Linked DNA regions of Sus scrofa: region 2 is linked to region 1. A link is a contact called in public HiChIP or PLAC-seq data. All regions are on one chromosome and are shown on one strand. Each heading gives the region's core, a stretch centred on a gene start, on an enhancer-like site or on the middle of the called end of the contact. The rest is flanking DNA. Distances are from core to core; before and after follow the strand shown. Region 1 overlaps STK38L (serine/threonine-protein kinase 38-like). Region 2 overlaps LOC110260720 (a long non-coding RNA gene).

The links. HiChIP or PLAC-seq counts read pairs in DNA pulled down with a chosen protein or histone mark.
Region 2: a contact with region 1 is called in an H3K27ac HiChIP or PLAC-seq map of alveolar macrophages. The contact joins two enhancer-like sites. A contact is called at or near these places in 3 of 47 Hi-C or Micro-C datasets (embryonic fibroblasts, fetal heart ventricle and retroperitoneal adipose tissue) and 1 of 2 datasets of contacts at active chromatin or transcription factors (alveolar macrophages).

Annotation. Positions count from the first base shown.
Region 1 is chr5:46,515,523-46,522,227 of Sscrofa11.1, forward strand. STK38L (serine/threonine-protein kinase 38-like) reads right to left here. Exons shown (of 15, transcript XM_021092164.1): 3 at 5,542-5,689; 4 at 418-469. The coding sequence starts at 5,678. Among named protein-coding and RNA genes, the nearest start is that of ARNTL2, 37 kb to the left of the region's middle. Within about 2 kb of position 4,384, at least 4 of the 83 cell types and tissues checked have an H3K27ac peak or open chromatin away from gene starts, as enhancers often do. A contact at or near this core is called in alveolar macrophages and retroperitoneal adipose tissue, where this site is marked.
Region 2 is chr5:46,652,599-46,659,303 of Sscrofa11.1, forward strand. The region is part of intron 1 of LOC110260720 (a long non-coding RNA gene); the gene reads right to left. Among named protein-coding and RNA genes, the nearest start is that of MED21, 80 kb to the right of the region's middle. Within about 2 kb of position 4,218, at least 13 of the 83 cell types and tissues checked have an H3K27ac peak or open chromatin away from gene starts, as enhancers often do. A contact at or near this core is called in alveolar macrophages and retroperitoneal adipose tissue, where this site is marked.

The DNA of each region.
Region 1 (6,705 bases), core at 3,134-5,633:
GTAAGTTAAACATCTATTACCTCATATAACCATTTTTTTTTTTTTTGGTAGAACATTTAGATTTACTCTCTTAAGAACTTTCAAGTATAGGAGTTTCCGTCGTGGCGCAGCAGAAATGAATCCAACTAGGAACCATGAGGTTGCGGGTTTGATCCCTGGCCTTGCTCAGTGGGTTTTGGATCCAGCGTTGCTTGTAAGCTGTGGTGTAGGTTACAGATGTGGCTCGGATCCTGCTGTGGCTGTGGCATAGGCTGGCAGCAACAGCTCTGCTTAGACCCCTAGCCTGGGAACCTCCATATGTCACAGGTGCAGCCCTAAAAAGCAAAACAACAACAACAAAAAAAACCAGAAAAAACAACTTCCAAGTATATAACAGAGTATTGTTAACCAGAGTCACAGTAATTACAGCTCAGTTACCTCTTCATCTGCTAATCCTTCTTCTTCCATGGCCACTTCTAATTTCTTCTGCCTTTTCAAAGAAAAAAATAATTTACATTTTAATTGTGTTCCTAAGTATTCCCATTTAAGAAATGTGCATTTATTTTTTTTAAGTTTACACTTCAGTTTGCTATGCTAAAGAAGCTTTTCCAGTCGAATCAAAACAATCACTAAGAATAGTGATTAATATATATAAACATAATATGTACACACAAATATTCCTTTCTTAAAAAATAAACCCAGTCCAGATTTAGCTGTCTCATACTAGCCAAATGAAAAATTTACTTCTAAAGCTGCTTAATGAATTGTTAGCCAAGGTGACTCATGTTCTAATACAGAAAACTCTGTTACCCATGTTCAAACGTCCAAAATCACTCACATTTATCAGTGTTTATACTAGATGTGTTTAAAAAGGTAACAATAGTGACTAAACGTAAACATTTCTAAGGTGCATATCCCTGTGCTTGACTCTTGGTTTTAACACTTATTAGCTGATGTCTAAGTCCTTCACCTAAACTCTAAAGTTGATTTCCCCCACTAATCAAGGACAGAGGTTCAATGCAATTAAGAATATTTTACTCTATTCTATTTCTTGGAAAACTGAAAAGTCATATATGCACATAAAAAAAAAAACACATTAATTACCAGAACATTTGGTTTTACAGGAATAGCCAAGTTCAGTCATTCAGTACTTTAAAATGCACCCTTGACTTTACTTAAGCTAAGTGGGGCCGGGGGTTAGGCAGTATGGATGAAGTAGCTAGTAACTAGAGAGATAGCTGTGGTACACATTTTGCAACTCATTTCTAAGCGAATATTGCTATTTTATTTCCACTGTATTGGTACTGGTACCAGGAGAGCTCTTCCTAATTAGTTCTGGAGTGTACCAGAATTAGACTAACTTTCAAAGACTTAGCCAAATGAGTACAAGGGTTGAGGACTGAAACCATCATACAAATGTTTTGGTATTTGTTGTTTATGACAGTCTGTCCAAAAGTAATCTTTCCCTAAACTGCTGTTAAGATCCCCTATTTTTAATGGAAAGTTCCTTTAAAAAATATCTTGGGAGTTCTCGTCGTGGCGCAGTGGTTAACGAATCCGACTAGGAACCATGAGGTTGCGGGTTCGGTCCCTGCCCTTGCTCAGTGGGTTAACGATCCGGCGTTGCCGTGAGCTGTGGTGTGGGTTGCAGACGCGGCTCGGATCCTGCGTTGCTGTGCCTCTGGCGTAGGCCGGTGGCTACAGCTCCGATTCAACCCCTAGCCTGGGAACCTCCATATGCCGCGGGAGTGGCCCAAGAAATAGCAACAACAACAACAAAAGACAAAAAAAAAAAAAAAAAAAAATCTTGGAGTTCCTGTCGTGGCACAGTGGAAACGAATCCAACTAGGAACGATGGGGTTGTGGGTTTGATCCCTGGCCTCGCTCAGTGGGTTAAGGATCCGGCGTTGCTGTGAGCTGTAGTGTAGGTTGCAGATGCAGCTCGGATCCAGCGTTGCTGGGGCTGTGGTGTAGGCCGGCAGCCATCGCTCCAATTAGACCCCTATCCTGGGAACCTCCATATGCCGCGCCCGTGTGGCCCTAAAAAGACAAAAGACAAAATAAATAAATGAATAAATACATATGCGTGTGTGTGTGTGTATATATATAGTTCAGTCACTTCCTTGAGTCTAGTAATAAGCACCCACCTTGGCACTAATCACACTGATTTTTTGTTTACACAGTTATCTTTTGTTGCTATATTATTTGCCCAAGCCCAACCCTTTGAATGGGCTAGGCCAATACTGGATCCTGTGTCTGCCTTTATGCACAGAGCTGCTTGTTCAATGATCTGGGTTTTCTCCTCTGCAGGAAGAATCCACAGAGTGAGAGGACCATTAACCTAGGAGGCACTATCAGTACACAAGCAGATTTATTCTTCTGTCAAATCCCTACTGCCCCCTTTCCTCAATCTGTGTGAAAGCTAAAACTTCAGTAAATCTCCCATCCTTATGAGGAGAGATGCAAGGACTTTCATCCATTTCCAGGCCTAAATAGGAAGACTCACGGACTTTTCCTATACCACTTTAAAAGAGACTTTACCTCTAAATAAGCTTATGCTCTATTCTTACTGGTACTTTATTGGCATTTACTCAATTAGGTAAGCCTTAAAATGTCATGTGTTTTCCTAAAGTATAAGCTTTTAGGAGTTCCCATCGTGGCGCAGCGGTTAATGAATCCAACTAGGAACCATGAGGTTGTGGGTTCGGTCCCTGCCCTTGCTCAGTGGGTTAGCGATCCGGCATTGCCGTGAGCTGTGGTGTAGGTTGCAGACAAGGCTCGGATTCCGCATTGCTGTGGCTCTGGCATAGGCTGGCGGCTACAGCTGCGATTCGACCCCTAGCCTGGGAACCTCCATATGCCGCGGGAGCAGCCCAAGAAATAGCAAAAAAAGACAAAAAAAAAAAAAAAAGCTTTTAGAAAATATAAGCTGATTATTTAACTTCCATGGCACCATAAAGATGAGATTGCTTTTTTCTTTTTAAACAACAGTAGATTCTTTTATTCCTACTTTCCTTTGTTTGGGAACAGAGGGCAAAACAGAATTACTTTAAGGTTTCAGCAATAAAAAGACAATGACCCTTTAAAATTCTGATGAATAATTTAAGTGACTATTGAAAAAATCTAGGGCTTTCCTTCCTTTCTTTTACTTTATTCCATCTCCTTTGATGATCTGACCACTTTCAGAGACATTCATTACATTTACAGTTGACATAGTTTTTTATGTGTCTGGATTTATTTCTCACTTATGGTGCAATTTCTACTTGTGCTTGCTCGTTGGTATTTCAGTTTTTCTTTTTCACTTGCCGCCTTCTGAATTTATTTTTCCCCATCCATTTTTTTCCTTCTATTAGTTTCAAAGTTACAAACTCTATTTTTATTCCTTTAGAGGCTACCCTAAAAATTACGTGTACATTTAATTTGTCAAAGCCTGAAATTAATCAATTTTCCCTAGCTATGTTGTATCCACTATCCACAGAGTCAATGATCCTCTTAAGAATAATTTAATTCCACTTACTTCCCTCCTAACTAAGAGTCTACTACACAAAAACACTTTAATACTTTTTGAAAAAATACATAAGACATTAAAAAAAAAAAGGAGTTCCCATTGTGGCTTAGCTATAATGAACCTGACCAGTATCCAAGAGAACATGGTTCGATCCCTGGCCTCACTCAGTGGGTTAAGAATCCAGTGTGTTGCTGTGAGCTGTGGTGCAGGTCACAGAAGCTGCTCAAATCTGGCATTGCTGTGGCTGTGGCAGAGGCTGGCCCCATATGCCACACTTGTGGCCCTAAAAAGCAAATACATACATACATACGTACATACATACATAAGACATTATCAATACTGCTGGGTTTTTTTTGAGTGAGAATTGCAATTTTTAATTTTTATTATTTATTTATTTATTTAGCTTTTTAGGGCCATATCCATGGCATATGGAGGGTCCAAGGTTAGGTGTCAAATTGGAACTACAGCTGCCAGCCTACGCTACAGTCCAGCAACACAGGATCCGAGTCAAGTCTACAACCTACACCACAGCTCATGGCAACGCCAGATCCTTAACCCACTGAATGAGGCCAGGGATCGAACCTGCAACCTCATGGTTCCTAGTTGGATTCGTTTCCACTGCGCCATGGCAAGATCTCAATTGCTGATTTTTTATACAGTTTTTGTTGAGAATCATTCACATGTTTACAGTTAGATTTTCTGTTTGTGACTATGTTCCCTCCACCTAAGTTAAGTTAAATCTTCTGGAATTTCTGCAGATGGCATATGCTTCATTTAACTTGCCTCTCTCTGTTCCCTTCTCCTTCTTCTCTTCCTTTGGAACTCTGATCAAAGATATGTTTGCTCTCCTCACTGTCCTCCATGTTGCTTAGCTCTCTTTCTTATTTCCTAGTTGACTTCTGAGTAGTTACTTTGGTTTCATTTTCTAGTTCTAATTCTCTCTCCAGCCACATCTAATCAGTTAGACCTGCCCAAAATTATGTTCAAAACCAGATTCTTCCTCTACAGTCCTAGTTCGCTAATTGTGCCACTCTCGGTATGCCCAAGTGTGAGATTTCGGAGCCAGCATTAACTTATTTTTCTTGCACTCCATATTTGGGTAGTTGCTATGTTTTTTCTGTCTTTCTCACTCAGTTCCTCTCTATTATTGCTGTCATAATCCGAAAGCAAGCCTCCTTTCCACTGGCCTGGGCTACAGCACTAGCCTTTCCTGTTCCTAATTCCTCTTCCCACAATCAATTCTGTCCATCACAACTAAAGTAGTCTCCCAGAGAAACACCTGTGACCATTTAAATCTTCTTTTTGAAAGTTTTCAAGGCTCTTTACTGGCATGAGAAAAGCTCCACTAACAAAGCATCCAAAGCTCTCAGGAAATGGTAAAACCCAGCTGGAGCGAAATTAGACAGTGCCTGAAGGGCACTGAAGGTGGTTTCTTCCGCCTCTAATATCCTTCCTCCTGCTCTTTCACCTCTTTCTTCTCCCCTTTCTGCATACATAAACAGTACTCTCCCTTTGGAGCCCCGTTTAAATGTCACCACCATTTATGAAGCCTTCCCAGCTGCCTCTGTCAAAAACAATCTCTCCCATCCTTGCCCTTCCCAAAGGGCATACTTTTCACCCTTTCATGTAATATTTATGTGCATTGTCTCTCTTGCTGTAAGTTTCCTGAAGGCAAAATAACATTTGACTCATTTTTAAAATTCTCCCGTTCCCACTGATATACACACAACACTGTGAATCCTTTTGGGTTAAAGGCAGTTATTCATTAAGCTCCCTTCTAAAAGAAAGTATAAAGGTATGTCAGAATTTCATAGGTAGAAAAGTTTTCTTTAAAACACCAACTGACCTGTGATACAAGTATATGGGTGCACAGGACAAGATACTACTCTATGAAAGTAAAACAAGTAACAAGGTACACTCTCAGGAAACCTAAAGACAGCATACAGGTTTCCACAATATTTGTATTATTAATGGACAGGGTGTTTACTCCCCACCTGCAGCATAACAAGAAAATTATTAACTACACAGAAAATTTTGACCAGCCTTTTCTGTACCTGGTTTCTCTCTCTTCATGCTGTAAAATTAGGTTGCTGTAGAAATTCTCCAGTGTGAGCTTGGCCACAGTCACTCTTTCCCGGGTATGGTTGCTCATAGGAAAGGTGGTAGCAGTAGTCCCTGCCGTCATTGCCATAGTAACAGAAACTAGAACAGAGAGACACAAATTGTTCAGTAGAAAAAAACTTTCTGTCCCTTTAAACAAACTCTAGAAATGGTTAATTTCTACTATGCAAACTTGTCCTCTAACAGTTAAGACGTTTGAGTCTTTTGTATTATGGATTATATGCTAGCAAAGAAAGAGGCACTTCCCCCAAAACAACAAAAGTGAATTCTGTGCTGGCAAAACCAAGGGTAAAGAAGCAGCAGTGGCAATAGACACGTAATACTGACACTTATTTATCAAGGGTCATATTCAATAAGTATTCAAAATAAAGGGTCAATTTATTTTGTATTATTTTACTGATTACTAAATAAAATCCACAAGATTTTGCTAATACTTATGTTCCCAATAAACATAAGTTTAGAAAGAAGCCTCTGCCATGTAAATTCTATGAGTCAAGACGTGTTACCTCAAATATGTACATAAACATCAGTCAACAGCAGTTTTTATGGGGATATGTTTTAGGGAAAAACCACTTTTAGAAACAAGCCCCTTTGGATGGAGTCCATGGATGCCCTATTTCATTTTGAATCCTGTAATAGTGCTATGACGAGGTCTAGTATACTACTCCAGACTGGAAGGCCCATTGCATTTTCAGATGAAACTCAAATGCCTGGAGGAACCAGGTAGGAAACACAAATGTATGAAGCAAGCCAGGTGACAGCAGGGAAGTTTTGTAGCCTTAACTGGACACTGTGTGTCTACTTAAAGCCATTTAAGTGCCAATTTTTAAAAACCACTGGGCCAGTCCAACAAAGTAATGGTTTAAAGAAGATAATGTGGACAATTAGACAAGATGAGAAATGTAGAAAATGACTGCTTCATATGGAGAAACAGACTGATCTTTGGGGGCTCCTACTGGTAGGCACTGACCCAAAAGACTTGCCTACATAGTTCATGTCTGGACTAGAAAAAAACTAGAGTGGCTCCACATAATAAAGAGGTTTTTTGCTTATGCACGTGGAGACAGAGTATCCTAGAGAAGATCCAGGTTGCCAGG
Region 2 (6,705 bases), core at 2,968-5,467, 140 kb after region 1:
GCCATGGGCACAGCAAAAAAAGAAAAAAGAAAGAAAGAATATCTAGCCCAGAAATGTGCAAGAGAGTAAGTGGGCAAGGGGTGAGGGGTGGGGACTACTTCAGATCTGGATGCCAAGAGAAGTCACTCCTCTCCCTCCCAGCCTGGCCTGACAAGGAGGGAGGGAGGAAAACAAGCAAAAGTTCCCAACGTTATATGTGAAAAGCCTTCTTCAGTGATGGCAGGGATGGGAATTAATCTTAGGAGATTCTTTTGATATGAACTGATTTTTTTTATTTCTTTTCCCAATTCTTCTGGTTGGAGCCAGGAGAGACATTGTCAGAGTACCTGACTTCAGGAAGCAGGCACAATGTACTTGTTTCTTGAGGCTGCCAGCCAAAATTTCCACAAATTAGAACACTAGAAATTTGCTTTCTCAAAGTTCTAGATGCTGGAAGTCCCAAATCAAATTGCTGGCAGGGCCATGTTCTTGCTGAAGGCTCTAGGGAAGGATTCTTCTTTGCTTCTTCTTCATGGCTTCTGGTGGTGGCCAGCAATCCTTGGTGTTCTTTGGCTGGTGGCAGCATAACTTTAATCTCTGCCTCCGTTTTCACATGACTTCTTCCCTGTATCTCCTCTGTGTCTCTTTTTACATTTTTAAATATGTTTATAAAAATTTCCCTCTTTTTGTAGACATTGGTCATTGGATTTAGGAGGACCTACCCTAACCCAACATGACCTCATTTTAACTTGATGACATCTGCACAACCCTATTCCAAAGAATGTCACGTGCATAGGTTCTGAGTAAACATGAATTTGGAGGGGACAGTATTTAACCCACAAGAGACAGTCAGCTGGAACCCTCATCAGTGGGAGGAAGTACACCCCAGGAATCTGATGTCATCCTGAGACTAAAGAGGAAGGGAAAGTGTGGGAACCTCTGGAGAGGCATGGCGCAATGTTATTTGCTATCCAATTTTAACTTGGCTTACAATGTCATCAATCCCTTCTGTTGTCCTCAAGAACAGAGTTAAATTTGTTAAACAGCGTTAGATTTGTTAAACAGCCAAAGCCTCTTGAGAGGTGCTTCAGGAAATGGCTCAGAGTAGTTGGATCCATGATTAAGCAAAGTGTGGGAGGAGAGCACAGCAGGCCAGAGAGGCAACTACCACACAGCTAGGTTGATCAGCAACCTCCATCTGAGAGAACAACGAAAACCAAAGACTACCTGGCTGTTCTCAGAAATGCTTGGAGACAAAATCTTTAACGATGCAGGCTCCTTTTACCCACCCAACAACATTCTTCAAATATCCACTGCAGGCCAAGTACCCTGTTGATGTTGGGGATAAAATGCTGAGCAAAAAGAGGCCAGTGCCTGCTCTTGAGAATTTCATTGTCGACAAGGAGGGTGAGAATTTGAAGGGTGGTGTTGTTTGGGTAGAAAGGAAAAGGTGGCCCCGGGAGGTTGAGTTGAGGACCTGACTTACACTGCTTATAAACACCTGGAGTGCACAGTCAATGCTGGTTGACTGCCTTCCACGTGCCAGGCATCGTGCTCGGTACCAGCCTTCAGAAGCAGCCTCCTCCCTGCTCCCTCTCCTTTAGCTTCTCCTCCACTATTCCATAGATGCTTTGGACACCAAAAATATGTAAGACATTGATGGCCCTAATACCTCCCCCAAATAATTCCTTTGATTGGTGTGCTTCGTCTGGAAATAGCCCCATTAGAGTATCAAATACCAACCATTTGATCATTCAGCATTCCAGTCTGAAAAAACCCAAATCAATGCCTCAGGGTCCCTCTCCTGAATTTATGTTTAAACACCATGCCATGACACAAAGACACACAGCACAGTGTTCAGGACAAAGTGGACATTCCTCCACATTCACGGCTACTCTACACCTGGTACTGGAGTGGGCACCGACCAAAGGTTAGTTTCCTTTTCTTTCCTGAATAAATATCACAGGTTTGTTTGCTGGTCATAGCAATGAGTTTAGTATAAAAGAAATAAAATTCTATCAACTAAATGAAGTAAGCCAAAGACAAATATCATGATATCGCTTACATGTAGAATCTTTAAAAAATGATACCAATGAACTTATTATATGAAACAGAAATAGACTCACAGATGTAGAAAACAAACTTATGGTTACCAAAGAGGAAAGGAGGGGGGATAAATTAGGAGTTTGGGATTAACATATACACACTATTATATATAAAATAGATAAAAGGACCTACTCTATAGCACAGGGAACTCTACTCAATATTCTGTAATAACCTATATGGGAAAATAATCTGAAAAAGAATACATGTAACTGAATCTGTATACGTATATAACTGAAACTAACACAACATTGTAAATCAACTATACTTCGGTTTTAAAAAAGAAAAAAAAATAAAATTCTTATGAGTGATCTCACTATAATTTAACCAAAAAAGGAATCACTGAAGTACAAAATTTCAGAAAAGTTATGGCTTTTCAAGATCTTACAAGAACCCATCTCCAGCTTTTCTTTAATGTTGCATTTCCCTCCAGGCGTATTTCCTGCTCTGTAATCCTCTTGTCTTCTCTCCCTTCCTGCCTTCTCTTCTGATCCCCCATCAGAAAGAGAGTCACTCACTATTAAGCTTGGTCAACCATATGCAATCTGTCATACTTTTGTCTAAATAAATGTGAAAAAAAGAATTTATATAAATATACAACTGGGTCACTTTGCTGTATAGCAGAAATTAACAGAACATTGTAAATCAGCTATAATAAAAACAACTAAAAATAAATAAATAAATGTTAGATGGGCAATTTACATCTACCTTACAAGAGTTTCAGAAATTCATGTCTAAGCCATCACTAGTGAACACACCTGATCTGATGTGGCTCATTTTTCTTTTACAATTATGGACACCATGATATTTTGGAGAAGACATGATGAAAGACTAGGGCTTTGGGATCAGGTCTGGCTTTGAGTCCCTACTTTTCAATTTGCTGCCTGAGTGAACATAATACTCCTTAATTTTTTCAACTGGAATTCATAGCTACATTTGGGGCTAAAGTGAGGACCAGAGATAATCTATTATAACTGTCTGGCAAATGATAGGCACTTCATTCATGGAAGCTATTACCATTATTCTAGTCATGCCCAGTAATCTACATAATCTCTTAGATCTATTTATGGTTGCTTCTGACATTTCTACTTTTGCCTTTTTTATATTGGTTATGAATATACATGTAAAAATAAAACCGGTGTCTTCCAAATGCAAGGGGAGGGGGAACCCAATGAAGATTACATTGCATAAAATGAAGTGTCCTGGAATTCAAGCTGTGAGATATTAAACAGATTAACTACCATGGCTGTTGGTGAGGTCATTGCTTAAAATAATTTAGCAGAGCTAAACCAGACTAGCACAAACAGACTCCTGAATTGGCACATAGCACAAAAGGTAGTTCTCCTTATGCCCAAATATAGAGGTTGACTCATGCAGTCTGGGTGAAACATCTGAGGAACAAAGTGATATCACCCAAGGAGGCAGGATGACATCATTCTGCAAATGTTTCTCGTCTGTCTGGTTTTTGACTTTAGACTTTGGGGGCTCCTGTTTCTCAAGATTTCCATCAGTGGCTCTTAGACACTACCCCCCCCTCGCCCCGCCACCCGCCCGACTTGAGGGAGGCACCATCAGCTCCTGACTATCTTTAAATTTCCTGTACGTTATAAATATTTTTCCACGTCTGGCACAGTATCTGGTTTCCACCCTCCTCGTTCTATTGAAACTGGTCTCAAAAATGTCGCTAAAAATAGTCCAGTTGCCCAATCCAGTGGATTCTTTTGCTTCCTTCCCACTGGAACTGAGATCTGTGGTTGACACCAAGTATTGAATCTTCTTCCTTGCCCCTCTCTTTCTGTGCTTCTTTATCCTGGTTTCATGATTCTCTTGATTCTGAAGTTTGCTTCCCATGAGCCTCCTTCTCTTGTCTCTCTTCTGCCCTTAGATGTTCTAGAGCAGTCATTCTAGCCTCCTCTCTGGCCACAGACTCCCTTGGCAAGCTTGTCCTGTAGATGCCCTGAGCCCAGTCGCTGCTTCTGTGTCAATCTTCTCCAAACCAAACCTGGACGGGTCACTGCCCCAGCTAAGAACCTTCCATTTTCACTGTTGACTTCAGGATAAAGCCTATACACTTTGGGAAGACTGATGACTCCTTCATAACCTGGTCTGAGCAAATCTTCTGACCTTCATCCCCTACCACAGAGCTCCTCTGCCTCTGCTTGTGCTGCTTCTTCTGCCCCCCTTCCCCCAAATATCGTAGATCCTCTAAGATCCCATTCAAATGGCACTTCCACAAAGTCTTCCTTAGCAGCTTCCTCCCTGCCACCCTGGTGGAATTAGTGGCTTCCTTACCACATAACATTTTTTGCATCCCACTAGTGTAGCTCTTACCACGTTTTGTTACTACACTTATATGTCTGTTCCTGGAGACAGTGATTTCTTAAGAACAAAGACATTACCCTCTTTGTCTTATTACTGTTCACACCACCTAGCCCAGTGCCTTTCAGATCATTACATTCTCAATAAATGCTTCTCCATTTTTCAAAGATCAGTCTCATAATCAGGTTCAGTTGCTTTGCTCCTTGAAAAAGAAGAGAGACAGAAAAAACACAGTCTCTGCCAGGCACTCAGTGTGTGTTAGGCCATGTTGGGCTTTCCTGGCAAAACTCTTCCTCACTTGCCATATACTTAAACTGTGGGCAAAAGGAAGGTATGTTCCATGCTTTTTTATGCACAACCAACTCCCAGGTCAGCTAAATTCCAATGCAGAATCATCAGAAAGAACCAGCATGTCTAATCTACTTTATGCAAATAAAGGGCCTCTTCCGTTAAGTTGAGTAAGCTTTTCTAGGACACCAGGGTATCATTTTGTAAATCTCTTCTCCTAGGAGATTAAACAGGGCCTGGATATACGTTGTAATAGATGCACACAAGCTCTAATTTTATTCAGCAAAATAAATGGTTCCTTGAAATTAAGCTTGGATCAACTCAAATGTATCTCATAGCCAACCCAGGCAGAAAGGAAGATCATAACAGCAGTTGTGAAGAGCACCATTTTTCTACATACACCTACTCCGTTATCAATCAAGATTTGCTTCACCAATGATCTCTTTAGCTCAGGATTTCATAAAAGGAACAGAAAAAAAAATCTACTGTCAATGACTGAATTTCCACTGCTTAATAAGGGCAGCTACAATGTATAATATATGTTTTTATAAAATAATTATTAACACATATTAAGCAATAGTATGTATGTGTCAAGCTCTGGCTGTATGTCTTACATGGATTATCTAATTTCCTCACAATAACCCCATGAGGGAAACTGTTACTATCTCCATCTTACAGATGAGGAAACTGAAGATCAAAAGGTCAAGTTAAGTGCAAACATGACAGAGCTATTGAGCAGTCAGCTGGGGATCAAAGACTGAATCTAACACTGGTGAATTTAGGGGATAGAGATTTTTGGTCAATTACCAGTGCCTGTTTATAAAGGGTATGATGATCCCCCACAAGAAATATGGATAAGGAAACCTGGTCAGTTAGGTCTCAGTCTTTATATACTCTCTTCCAGGGCAATCTTTTTTTTTTTTTTAAGGGCCAAACCCATGGTATATGGAGGGTCCCAGGCTAGGGGTTGAATCAAAGCTGTAGCCACTGGCCTATACCACAGCCACAACAATGCCAGAACCGAGCCACATCTGCAACCTACACACAGCTCACAGCAAGGCAATGGTGGTTCCTAACCCACTGAGCAAGGCCAGGGATTGAACCTGCATCCTCATCAATCCTAGTTAGATTTGTTTCTGCTGAGCCATGACTGGAACTCCTCTTCCAGCCCAATCTTGATCAATTACAGGTATGGAACACTATTTCTTTTTGAAGTGGGAAAAGGAGTAGGAAAAAGAGAGATGCCAAGGAAGTATATGAATGCAATTTTCCTGCTCAAACCTCAGCGTAAAACCATGTATGGATAAGTGGAGGCTCTGCTCAGAATCCCTTAGGACCTTGACAGTGGGTCTGACTGCACCTGAGCAGAACAATTCTGTCTTTGCCTGGATCTCTCCTCCGCTGCCCCAGGTGATCTTTGTAGCATGAGGCCCAAGGGACTCTAGTACAGAATGTCCAGCACTGCTGTGCAATCGCTTCATTTATATGGACATTTCTTTTGTAAACTGACATTTCTTTTTCACTTTTTCTAGCGTCTACTGGAAAAATATATTTGCTTTTGAAGTGGAAGAGCCAAAATATTAAATTGGATCTCTAAGAATAAGTGATACCATCTCTCAAACAAATCACCTCAAGGCTATCATTAAAAACAGAATTGCAATTATTATTAAATGCAGTCATTAACACATTGCATTAGCCAAATTTGCATTTAAAAAAAATCTTATATGAATTATTACCATTCATACTAATGGTAGAGCAAAATACAAAGCATTTGACAATACACTATATTGCTGAAGATGTGGAAAAACATTCTCATATATCACCGGTAGGAGTGGCAATTGAAACTTTTCATAGATAGCAGTTTGGAAATAACTGTTCAAATTACAAGCAGATATATAAGATGAGTCATAGGTGACTCACTGTAGCTTATTTTTATTAAATCAAAATATTATAGCCTAATTATCAATAAGGTATATACAATGCAAGCCTAAAAAGATTGAGTAAGCTCTGTTTGTC